Regions from separate parts of the Mus musculus genome. Here region 1 is linked to region 2. A link is a contact called in public promoter capture Hi-C data. All regions are on one chromosome and are shown on one strand. Each heading gives the region's core, a stretch centred on a gene start, on an enhancer-like site or on the middle of the called end of the contact. The rest is flanking DNA. Distances are from core to core; before and after follow the strand shown.

Region 1 (6,891 bases), core at 2,600-5,099, 220 kb after region 2:
GTCAATGCCATTTTACAAGCTACAGGAGGCGCTGAATCATTTGGTAAGAACCTAGAAACAAAAACATTGATATTTGAAAACAAAATATGTTCACAGGGCTGGTGAGATGGCTCAGTGGGCCAAGGTACTTGCCACCAAGTGACAACCTCAGTTGGATTTCTAAAGCCAGCAAGGTGAAAGAGGAGAACAGGTTCCCACAGGTTGCCTTCTGGTCTCCATATATATCTCCCTTATTGGAGACAGGATCTCACAGTGTAGCACTGCCTGGCCGTGAAGTCACAGAGACCCACCTGTCTCTGCTTATCAAGTGCTAGCATGAAAGGCCAGTGCCACCACATCCAAAGTGTACATTGTTTTAATGTCTCAAAATTATATCATTGAGAGCTACATGTATAGCTCAATAACAGTGTGTTTGTCTAGGACCCACAAAACCCTGAGGTCATGTCTTCACACCTACAAATTTTTACAATTCTATACAATTTGCTCAGGCCTGTAATCAGGAAAATATGCAATTTAAGGCCAGCCTAGACTGTATTGTGAGATCGTGTCTCAAAACCCCCAAACAAAATTATACAATAAAATAGTAAAATTGTGTGTAGTTGAAAATATAAAAGGCTGGGGACATACTCAGTGGTACAACACTTGCCGATCCACCACACACACACACACACACACACACAGAGGAAAATGTAAAGAAAACCAAACTAGTTTCTTAGGGCATTCAAGTAAGAAGTAATCTACACATTGGACTGGGTGTATGAGGATCATTTCATGAATTGCCAGATTTATCAACAGAACTGTGATTTTAGGGACTTCGATTTGTTCAATTCGATGTAGTGGCTGGCTTGCGTAGAATCCCAACACTTGCAATGTGGAGGCAAGAGAATCAGATGATCAAGGTTTTTCTCGGGTACGGGGTTAGGTTCTAGGGCAGTCTGTGCCGTCCGTCTCAACAGCATGCAAAGGCCTTTGAGAGGCATTTGTCAGCGTGGTACCCTGCACGCCCACTCCACGCTGGTCCCTTCACCTGCCTCATCTACCCTTGAGCTCCGTCCCACGCGAATCCCTGCCACAGGCCGTGTCCTAACGGCCGTTTCCTTGAGGCGGTCTTCGGCCTCGCCTTCCCTAACGGAGGCGATCTTGACCTATGGCGAATGACTAAACTACAATGCCTCGGACTTCTTAGGGGAGGCGCAGAGCAGCCTGACAAATGGAGGTCCGCCCTGACGCCCAGGAAGCAAAACAGGAAGTAGCGTCAGCGTGGCCCGCTTTCTGGCTGTCAGTCTCCGCGAGCAAGCGACTCCGAATCTTTACGGTTCCGGCTGTGAGGTCCGCACGGGTGGCACCGATTCCTCTTCATAGAGGCCCTGAGGTGGACGGAGTCGTGGGAGGACGCAGGGAGCCCGGTTCGCCAGCGTCGCAGCTCGCCTGGCCCAGTCTGAGCGAAGAGCGAGGTCGGGAGCGTCGTAAAACTGTCGTAAAAGTCCGGTCTTTGCCGCACGTCAGCAATTGTTTTGTCTGCAAAGGCTCCAAACCTTTACCATTTTCCTTTCTTCTTATTTTTTTAAATCACAAAGAAATGATATTTTCGCCGTTGGATACACGTTAAAGGGTGTGCCGAGTGTTCTTCCACATCATGGACCTGGCACCTGCCACCTGCACGGGTGAGCGCTGGGAGGAGAGATTAGGCTCAGGAGTGGGGATGTGTACTCTGCCTCTGCTGAGCCCTGGATTCCTCCTCCAAGCGTTGGCAACAAAATTAAAAAACTATAGATACATATTTTATGTATATTTTTATTTATATTGGCTGTATGTACATATATGTGCTTAAGTGATTCAAGAGGACCTCTTCAATTTTTAGGCAAATGTTTTTGTTAATTTTTACTACATTTTAATTGAACTCATTACATGCAAAATACTAATAAATATAGACAATAAAAATAAGTAATGAGAGGGCAGAAGAGATAGCTGATGTGTAAGAGAGCTTGCTGCTCTTCCAGAGGGCCCGAAGTCAGTTCCTAGTATGCACATGGAGGCTCACAACCAACTAAATCTCTGCTTGGTATCCAAGGACCTCTTCTGAACCCTGAAAATACCTGCGCAAATGGTACACACACACACACAGTAGAAAATTTTTAAATGAATTTAAAAAATAACGATACACTTTTTAAAATAAATTTTAAGAATCATATCTATACCTACATACTAATTCCTGACTAGCCATACTTCAGATCTCAGTAATTTATACATATTTATCATAATTTTATTTTTTGTGTGATTGTGTGTACATGTGCAGACACATGACACACTTGTAGAGGTCAGAGAACAACTTACAAGTATTGGTTCTCTCTTACCATATGGGGAGTGTATGAGTGGGTCAAGCTCAACTCATCAGGCTTGGTTTTATCAGCTGAGCTGAACTATCTTATTGGTCCCATTTATTGTTTGTTTTGGTTTTCTTCTTTTGGGTTTTTTGGTCTTTTTGAGATGGAGGCTTACTATGTAGCCTTGGCTGGCCTGCAACTTGCTATGCAGATGAGTCTGGCCTTGAACTCACAAAGAACAATAAATACATTTAAAAAAAATAAATAAATCGTAGAAATTATTTCTGGAATTTTCTGTATAGTGTTTTTGGTTTCCACTTGATGGTGAATTTCTTAACCTTTAGAAATGAATATTGTGGGTATGAGGTGACTTCTATAATTTGTGAGTATGTGAATATTACTGTGCCTGGCTTTACATAGAGTCTGAAGATTTAAACTCCAATTTTGTTTTGTTTTTTAAAGATTGATTGATTGATTGATTGTATATGAGTAAACTGTAGCTGTCTTCGGACACACCAGAGGAGGGCATTGTATCCCATCACAGATGGTTGTGAGCCACCATGTTGTTGCTGGGATTTGAACTCAGGACCTCTGTAAGAGCAGTCAGTGCTCTTAACCACTGAGCCATCTCTCCAGCTCCTGAACTCCAGTTCTAATGCTTGTGCAGTAGATGTTTTGTCCATTAAGCCTTCTCCCCATATTAGATATTTTTGTTTGGTTGGTTTTCTTACTTTTTATAATTACATGTATGCAGATGCATGTGTGTGATCATGGACATACATGTGCTACAGTGTATGCATGTCCATTCTCTCCTGCAACTGTGGATTCCAGGAACTGAACTCAGGTCATCGAACTTGCACAGCAATCCACTGAGCTATCGCCTTAGCCTCCCTGTAAGTTTTAATATAGTATCCTGGTTGTCAAAATGTGGTCCACTATCAGTGCCATCACCCTGTTAGGAATGCAAATTATCCATTTCCTCCTTTGATTTACTGAATATCTATCATATTTTTTGTTTGTTTTTGCAGATCTGAGTGCTACACCTAGGCCTTACACATGCTAGGCAAGTGTTGGACTACTGTGCTACATCCCTAAGCCCTAGCAGCTAAGCTTTCTAATTTTCTTTTGAGATGAAGGTCTCACTCTGTAGCTCTGAGTGAAATTGAAACTCTCTGTATAGACAAAGCTGGCTGTGAGTTCAGAGAGAGCCACTTGCTGTCACCTTCTGGCGGGATTAAAGGTTTATATCACCGCATCCAGCACCTAGCCTCTAAATTTTAACACGCCATTGTGATGAAGATGATACACAGTACTCTAAGATACTGGTGTCGATTTTCTCATAAAAGAACAAGTATCTTTGTTTCACTTTATTTTCTGTTTGATTCAGAGTGGGTTTTGTTAGTATGTGCATGAGCCTTAATTTGGGTTTTAGGGTTCAGAGATAAACATCTAGATGTTTAGAAAAACGTGACCTACATGCCTAGTCCCTTTGAAGCATTTCCTGTACGTTCTTTAGAAAGCACAGCTCCTCGGTGCTAGGAGCAGTGACACACACCCTTCTTCCTGGCACTTTGGAAGCTCAGACAGCAGGGCTGGTTAGCCTGGATTACCTAATGTGAAATGCTGTCTCGAAGAACAAGAAAAAACCCACATATACAGAAGCTAGATTAATGACTCATTGCTTAAGAACGCTTGATGCTCTTTTAGTTCCCAGCACCCACACTGGGCAGCTCACAACCACCTGCAACTCTAGTTCCTAGGGATCTGATGCCCTCTTCTGGCCTTTAGTGGCACTTGCACACAGGTGTACACACAAACAGATACATACACACAAATAAATAATAAAAGTGAAATATATTTCTTTCTGGTTTCTCAAGATAGGACTTTTCTGCAAAGCTCTGGCTGTCCTGAAATTCACTCTGTAGACCAGGGTGGCCTTGAACTCAGAGATCCACCTGCATCTGCCTCCCAAGTGCTGAGTACCACCATCACCACCCAGAAAAAAAAAATCTTAAAAAAAAAACAAACAAACAAACAGGGAAGGGAGCTAAAGAGATGGATCAACAGGTAAGAGCACTAGCTGATCTTCCAGAAGATCTGAACTCAATTCCCATGTAACTCCAGTTCCAGGGGAATCCAATGCCTTCTTCTGACCTCCAAGTATACTGCATGAATGTGGTAAACAGACATACCTGCAAGCAAAACACCATACACAAAATAAAAATTTATCATCATCATCATCATTAGTTGGTTAGAGAAATAGCTTAGAGATTAAGAACACTTGTTGCTTTTACAGAGGACCTTAGTTCAATTCCTAGCACATGGTGGTTCACAATCATCTGTAATTCCAGTTCAGGGGCATCCTATACCCTCTTCTGATCTCTGGCATCACATATGCACATGGTGAGCATACATACATGCATATAGGTAAAGCACACATAAAAAGAATAAATCTAATAAAGAAATTAGAGGGGAAAAAAGGGATTGGGGCTCAGCTGGTAATTGCTTCCCAGGTGAGTGTGAGGGTCTGAGATCAGACCCTCAGTACAATTTTAAGTCAAGTGTAGGGACTGCACCTGTAGCTCCTGCGGTGGAGTGGGGGAAATGGGAGGATTTCTGGGGGTGTCCTTGGCTCTTGGCCAGTCTATCTGAATTAGTGAGCTCCAGGTACAGTGTGAATGTGTCTCAAAAAACTGTGGTACCAGAAAAGTATAGTGATTGAGGCCTTTAATCTCAGCACTTGGGAGGCATAGTCAGAAGCTCTGTGAGTTTGACATAGTGAGTTCTAGGACAGCCAGAGATACACAGTGAAACCATCTCAGATTTAAAAACAACAATAACCAAAAAAAAAAAAAAAAAAAAAACCCAAAAAACTGGATGTGCTGATGTGCTGGCATGCACTTGTAATCCCAATGCTTGAGAGGTGGAAATGAGAGCATCTCAGGGGTTCACTGGTTAGCCAACCTATTCTTAATCAGGAATCCCAAGTTCCAGGATGAGACCTTGTCTTGCAAAACACACCAGAGGTAGGGAAATGGCTCAGTGATAAAGCACTTGCCTCTACCATCATGAAAATTGTAGTTTGGATCCTCAAAACTCAGGTGAAAAGTGGGCAGGCGTAGTGGCTGCTTATAATCCCAAGCACTCAGAGGACAGAGACACAAGAGCTGGGCTGCAGTAGACGGCTGCAGTGGCTGCAGTGATGAGCTCCGTGTCCAGCAATAAACCCTGCCTCAGTATAAAAGGTGGAGAGTTATCAAGGAAGGCACCTGACGCATGTCCACATGCACACATACACCAACATACACATTATGTACACATAAATACACAAAGGGAGAAGGGGGTCCTAAATTTATTGTTCCTTTTTTTTCCCTACAGAATGAACCACTTCCATGAATACATTGTTTCCTTATATGTAGGATGTGAAGTCATCAAACCCAATCTGATCTCTTGGTTGGAGCAAGATTTACAGACAGTGGGGAGAGGTCTCCTTTGATTTAGGGCTTCAGTGTGTCAGCCAGGTTGGCCCCTACATATTTCTGCCTTTACCTTACGGGTACTGGAGTTGTTGGTGAGCGCCACCACACCAAGCCATATAGAAAGGTTGTCTCTACTCAGTATTGGGGATTGAACCTTGAACTTACCTAGGCAAACACTCTTGCTACTAAGACGTATCTCCAGTCCTATAATGAAACTTTCAAAGACCGAGCTGACCTCAGCAGGTGCCAGTCCTTTATCTCGGAAGGAATTCTGAACTTCTTACACTTTGCCCAGACTTTTCTGTGATCTCACAAAGTACCCTGTTATGTTTCTGTTTTTACAATTTTGTCCTATGCTATGTCAAGATCTTCCCTCCTCCTCCTCCTTGATAATGTTCTTGTTTACCATCAGTTTTCATTTTTAAAAAGTGATTTGTAGGGGCTGGTGAGATGGCTCAGTGGGTAAGAGCACCCGACTGCTCTTCCAAAGGTCCAGAGTTCAAATCCCAGCAATCACATGGTGGCTCACAACCATCTGTAATGAGAGCTGACGCCCTCTTCTGGAGTGTCTGAAGACAGCTACAGTGTACTTACATATAAATAAATAAATCTTTAAAAAAAAAAGTGATTTGTAGCTGGGCAGTGGTGGTGTACACCTTTAATCCCAGCACTCAAAAGGCAAAGGTAGACAGATCTCTTGAGTTCAAGACGACCAGCCTGGACTACAGAGCCCCAGGACAGCCAGGGCTACAGAGAGACCATGTCTCTGGAAAAAAGGGGGGAGGGGAAGAGAAAACCAATTTGTAATAAACTGTTTAAAACTATGACTCGTAATTTTACCCTTGGCAAGTTTTAACTTAATTAAAATGATCAATATTTAGTTTCTTCTTTTTATATTTTATCTATTTATTTTTGGTAGGCTCTCACACTGGAGCCTGGCTGGCCTTGAAGTCACCCATCCTGCTTTAGTCTCCTGCCACTGTCCTGACACACTGGGCAGGACTTGTTGCTTTCTACTCCTGCAACAGGGCTCTCTGTTCTAAGCCTTCATTTTGTTATCATGATTGTTTTGTTTTGTTTGTTTTTAG
Region 2 (6,001 bases), core at 1,291-3,790:
GTTCCTAACACAAAAGAAACATGTTTGAGGCTGCAGACAAGCCAACTATCCTCATCTGGTCATTACACTTGTACAAATGCTGCTCAAATAGTGCATCATACACAAAAATATGCAATCCCTAAGTATCAAGAAAAATAGTAAATAAAATCAGTTAGTAAATATTATAAATAAATAGCAATGGCATGTATCTCCAGGTACCAACAATTCTTTCTTCTTGGTATTTAACAAGACAAGTTCTTAAATGGCCTATATAAGCCCCCACTCTACACAGACACCATCAACCTAAAGGGAGTTGAAATATACACAAACTGAGAGCAACAGTGTTCTCAATTTCAAGTTCTTCATTTAAATCCTCAAATGGTACTTTTATATGCCAGGTCATATACATCGCCACTTGATTCAGATTAAGGGGACAGGGATGTATCTTTATGATTTAGCTCTTGCTAAAACATATCAGTTAAAAATGCATGAGTTCAGTCAATCTTGCTTTTAGATTAAAGCTATGCCTGGGGAATCCCACTAAATTGAAACATCTCAAGCTAATGAATAAATACAGAAGAAAACAATACACAGGCTTTACTTGAACTTTATCCTTGCTTAGATTTCTCACAGTCATAGTGTTTACTGTAGAAAAGCATTCCATTTTGGCCTTAAACCTTCTAATATAGGAGACAGTAAAATAAAATCAAAGATATTCCTACTTGTTGGCTTGATAAAATGGTCGCATAGATCCCTAGTTAAAACAACTAAGAGAGACAATACACAAAAATAGGGAGCTTAGGGTTAAATTTTATATTAAAAACAATTCTAGGAGGGTGATTATCTATCTCTATTGTTTCTCCATCTGTGGCCAACTTTGCTTGCTGAAATCCAAATATTAAAGGGCATCTATTAACATCTTACTATAACCTTGATTTGCTGGTACCACCACCTAGCCCCCTAGAAGCAATACTCGTGAAATTACTGATTCCATACATTCGACATCTGGTAATTACTGAACTCCAATAAATTCTGTAGTGTCTACTTCAATAGCTTCTCAGCAGAGTTTGCTTCCACCTCCAAAGTGAAATAGTACTCATTTTCCAGGTGACCTAACAGAACTGTCATCAAGCACTATCATTGCAAGCAAGAGCGCTGCGGCGAGACCCAACTTCTTCAGGAACACGAGTGTAACATTACACTGGCGAGTTAATAATCTAAAGTAAAGGGCATCAGAGGGGCTGAGAAACTCCTGACTCAGCATACTGACTAGAAAGCCAACACTGAAGAGAACATGATCTGCAGTCAGGAGCCAGGGAAAACCTTACAAAAACACTCAACATATGATAAAGCAACTACTGGCATGTCTCCGTCCTAAGACTACAAAGAACAAACATACAGATGAAATTTCCAGTCTCTTTTCTGCCCTCTCAAACCCCAAGCCCCTCGACACACACTCTCCACCTTCCCAGGAAAGGACAACCTCCTTCTGCTGAGGTCTCCTCTCTCTTTCATTATCATACTGCCTCTGTCAATCCTAACAAACAAGAACAATGATCTCCAAAGAGACTCAGGTGACACACTGAAAAAGGCAGTCCCAACACTCGCTAATACTTTAGGAAGAGGGAGAGATGACTATTTCCCACTCCCTTCAGCATCACTAACTCCAACATCTAGTATTTTTGGATTAAATCGCCATTTTTTTCTTTATTTTACCTATTACCATACAAAGACAGGAAAAATATAGCCCTCAACTTTGAGTCTTCATCAATTTGCAGTCTCATATTTATTTCCTTTATTAAATATTAAGCTTCTCCAATTGCTACAAGCTGCCCAAGAATATAGGCTGAATTTTGTCGCTTTGCCATAACCAACTATCCACATATACAAGAAATGACCAAATAAAACACCCATAAATAAATAAATAAAAACACTAATAAGTCATGTAACCACTTCCACAATGGAACATGTTATTTTGGGGAAACACATATTTTTCTGGTCATTGTCATTATTTGGTTCAGGATCAACTTTTATTTCCTTTAAGGCCAGAGCTATTTTTTTTTTCCATCAACACAACTCACCCAAACATTTTTTGCAGAAATAAATCAACCCGAATACTTCAATAGTCTCCACCCATTCCTCCTACAGGTCCTTGTTTTGAATCCTGTAGGTAGGGCCTAAGAAATTCCGCTACAATGAGTGAATACTGGTTTAAGGTTTTGTTTGTTGTTTTTTGTTTTTCCAGTACACACGCGTTTACAAGCACACCGACAACTAAAGAGATGGCTTTCTACCCAAATGTAACTAAGTGTTGGAAACAAATAAGGGACGTGCGAAGAGGATGCCGTATTTCTGACGACACACGCGTTTGTAAATACAAGGTGGCAAAGCCCTCTCAACAGCTTTCACCTCGCACTCACCTGAACTCGCCAATTCCTGAAAATAAAGACAGAGAACCAAGCGCGCAGCGGAGGTTCCGGCCGCGCTGGCCCGCACAGCCCGAGGAAGTGCAGCCGCCGAGGGGCGGACCCCGCCTCTGAGGAACAAAGGAGCTTCACACCCTAGAGCTCGCGCCGGAAGAGTCGGAAGGTAACACCGCCAACGGCACTTCCGCTCCCGGCCTGGGGCTGCAGGACCAGTTCCGACCACTGCGCGGGCTGTTTGGAAGACGTTCAGAGCAAGAATTTATTTAGTGTCGCCAGCGTCTCATACAAGTTGACGACCACAGAGATGGAAAAAGAACTCTGCAACCAAGGGCTGGAGCGTAAGAGACTGCGGAGGGCGGCTGATGTCACTGCTGTTTTCTTCGACTTAAGTGTCCTCCGGCTTCGGGCGCTTCAGTTTACCCTGAGTTTACGCCCCTTCAGGCAGGGCAGTTACCGATTCCTGCCCCAAGAGTGGCTTTACCCCAACTCGATTTAGAGACTGCTGGCCTGACAACCAGACCAACGACTGGAGTTGTGCCCGTGTGGACACAGGACAGACCTGTCAAAGCGCACACGTCACCCAGTGTTGCTCCTGTTAGGTTTGTGAGCCTTAATGCACCCACTTAAGTATCCAGGTACTTGTGTCTCTAGTCACAGAATTAGACGAGAAACACGCCTTTCGAAGTAAAGACAGTTTATTACGAAAAGGAAAGTAGGGTGGATGAGATGGCTCACAGAGTAAAGAAGCTTGCCTCCAAGCCTGATGATAACCTCAGTTCAAGACCCGATGAGCGAGCCGAACTTCCACAAGTTGTCCTCAGGCCGGCACACGTGCACCTGCACTCTTAACCACATTATACAAAATAATAACTAAAAGAAAATTGGGACCAGGCATAGTGACCCACACTTTTTTTATTAGATATTTACTTTATTTACATTTCAAATGTCCCCTTTCTTGCTTTCCCCTCCGAAAACCCCCTATCCTTTCTCCCCTCCCCCTGCTCACCAACCCACCCACACCTGCTTCCTGGCCCTGGCATTCCCTAAACTGGGGCATAGAACCTTCACAGGACAAAGGGCCTCTCCTCCTATTGCTGACCAACTAGGCCATCCTCTGCTACATATGCAGCTGGAGCCATGAGTTCCACCATGGGTACTCTTTGGTTGGTGGTTTAGTCCCTGGGAGCTCTGGGGGTACTGGTTAGTTCATATTGTTATTCCTCCTATAGGGCTGGAAACCCCTTCATCTCCTTGGGTCCTTTCTCTAGCTCCTTCATTGGGGACCGGACTCTTTTGAGACCCACACTTTTTTAAATTCAGAGTTTGCAAGAGTCGGAAACAGTGTGAGTTGAGTCCAGTCAAGTCTACATAAATAGTTTCAAACTAGTCAGGAATATAGGGTCACACACAAGAGAAAGAAAGGAAGGAAAGGGCTTAAAGGGGGTGAGGAGCACTCTTGAGAATGGGAGTGGTCTAGAGAGCAAAGAGCCTAGAAAATGAAATCTGTTCCTTATGACCCTTATCATGACATTTATATAGTACCTGCCACTCCTAAGTATGTGAGGGCTTCTTTTGAGCATGCTTCATATATGTTGTACATGTTATATAAAAAGACTTCCATGAGGAAGTCTTTTTCTGCCAACTGGCTTTTATATGTTTAATATTACTGTAACTCTTACAGTCTCTCCTGTCACTACATTCTTCTAGTGACTGTATGTTCCTAGATCTTTACTAAAGCAGAATAGAAAGATGAAAATTTGGGGGGACATGAGTAGGAAAAGCCTGAAAAAGTAGGTTTATCTTCTTGTTCCTGCTAATAGACTCAGAATAAACTGTAGACTCTGGGGAAGGGGAGTGTCTTACTACTTTGGCTTTGCTAAATGTTGTTGTTTGTTAATTTTTCTTTCTAAATGTTTGTACCCATATATTGATGCTCCTCTCAACCCTGGCCTTTCACTCACCACCCCCAGTGGGCAGTGGGTAATGCAGAGACTTATAATAGATCAAAGTGCTAAGAATAAGCGACTCTTCAGTTCTCGGCCTTAAATAGGAAATCAGTATCCTTCTTTCCAAGGCCCATGAAACATCGAGGAAACAAGGGTTAAATGAATATAAACTGGAGGATGGAAAGGAGTATTGTGAACACTGTGTTCTAGACATGACCAAAACACCCATGAGCTCCTAAGAGCAATGGCTGGGCACATCAACTGGAAAGACACAGGATGTCCTACAGGAAAAGTTCTTTAAGTCACAGGTTATTTACTAAGAGGTGAAATATTCTGTCCTGCAGGGAAGTTCCTTAAGCTCAGGAAGTAAACAACTCAGGGGCATCAGGAAGTTCCTGAAATAGATCAGATTCACTAGGTCCCTTCTTTTCCAAGTGTGTATTAGCAGTAAGGACTACTAAGAGATAATCTCAAGCTGGGCTGCCTAGAAGAGGCTCATGCCAGGTGAGCAGCCTGGAAGAAACAGAGATTAACCATGCTGCCTAGAAGAGACTTATGATACCCTACCTAGAAGGGACATTCTTTAGCCTGTTACTCAGCCTGCAGGCTGTGCAGTATGCCCCAGGTTCCCAGCATTTGTGAGCCATCATCCATGTTGGGGTGGGCTTTGGTGGGATAGCTATCTTGGAGTTATTTCCACTCCTATAAGTAACACTTCACCAATGTTCTTGTAAATGACCCAAATAAAACTCATTTGTTCACAAATTTGTACTTTGGTGGTATTTATGATTTGGTATGTCATCACTTCCCTGTCAGGTATAAATAGATGTTCATGTCTCTTCAGGAACAGGGTCACACAACTCATGAGACCCACACCTCGCCCTGAAGAGCCATAAACTATAGCTTGTTAAACATTGCAGGAGGTCACAAAAGAACACACTCGGTGTGTACTCACTGATAAGTGGATATTAGGAAGAAAGCTTGGAATACCCACAATATAACTCGAAGACCATATGAAGCTCAAGAAGAAAAACCAAAGTGTGGATGCTTCAGTCCTACTTAGAAGGGGGAACAAAATAGTAATGGGAGATAGAGGATGGGAGGGACTTGGGAGGAAGAAAGGAGGGGGAGGGGAAAGGGGCCAGAATCAGGTGTGGGAGGAGACTGGGGAGATGTACAGAGGATCAGAAAATTGAACAGAGGTTCAGTGGGGGTTGGGGAATTGGGGCTAGCCACCAGAAAGTCCCAGAAGCCAGGAAAGCAAAAAGCTATAAGGACCCAACGAGGATGACATCGGAAATATCAAAGAGGAGAGATAACCTGTAGAGACCATATCCAGAGGTTAGGCATAATTACTAGATGAGAGCAGGGACCATCCACCCATCTCAAAATTTTTTTAACCCAGAATTGTCTAAAGGAAAAAAAGGGACAAAGAGTGGAGCAGAAACTGAAGGAAAGGCCATCCAGAAACTGCTTCACCTGGGGATGCAGCCACCAAACCCAGACACTATTGCTGATGCCAAGGAATGCTTGTTTACAGGAGCCTGATATAGCTGTCTCCTGAGAGACTCTGCCAGAGCCTGACCAATACAGATGTGTATGCTTACCACCAACCATCGGACTAATCATGGGGATCCCAACGGAGGAGTT

What was found. Promoter capture Hi-C pulls out the DNA fragments that hold promoters and counts their contacts.
Region 1: a contact with region 2 is called in a promoter capture Hi-C map of hematopoietic stem and progenitor cells. The contact joins the enhancer-like site here to the promoter of Zfp560 in region 2. A contact is called at or near these places in 4 of 39 promoter capture datasets (the C10 cell line, cranial neural crest, hematopoietic stem and progenitor cells and 1 more), 3 of 484 Hi-C or Micro-C datasets (CD4 T cells, Sertoli cells and embryonic stem cells), 2 of 115 datasets of contacts at active chromatin or transcription factors (effector CD8 T cells and memory CD8 T cells) and 3 of 9 other capture datasets (adipose tissue, liver and pancreatic islet).

The regions. Positions count from the first base shown.
Region 1 is chr9:20,606,177-20,613,067 of GRCm38.p6, forward strand. It overlaps the pseudogene Fbxl12os. Among named protein-coding and RNA genes, the nearest start is that of Gm51704, 20 kb to the left of the region's middle. Within about 2 kb of position 3,850, at least 12 of the 459 cell types and tissues checked have an H3K27ac peak or open chromatin away from gene starts, as enhancers often do.
Region 2 is chr9:20,382,618-20,388,618 of GRCm38.p6, forward strand. It overlaps Zfp560 (zinc finger protein 560), which reads right to left and starts at 2,541. Exons shown (of 7, transcript NM_001004190.3): 1 at 2,400-2,541.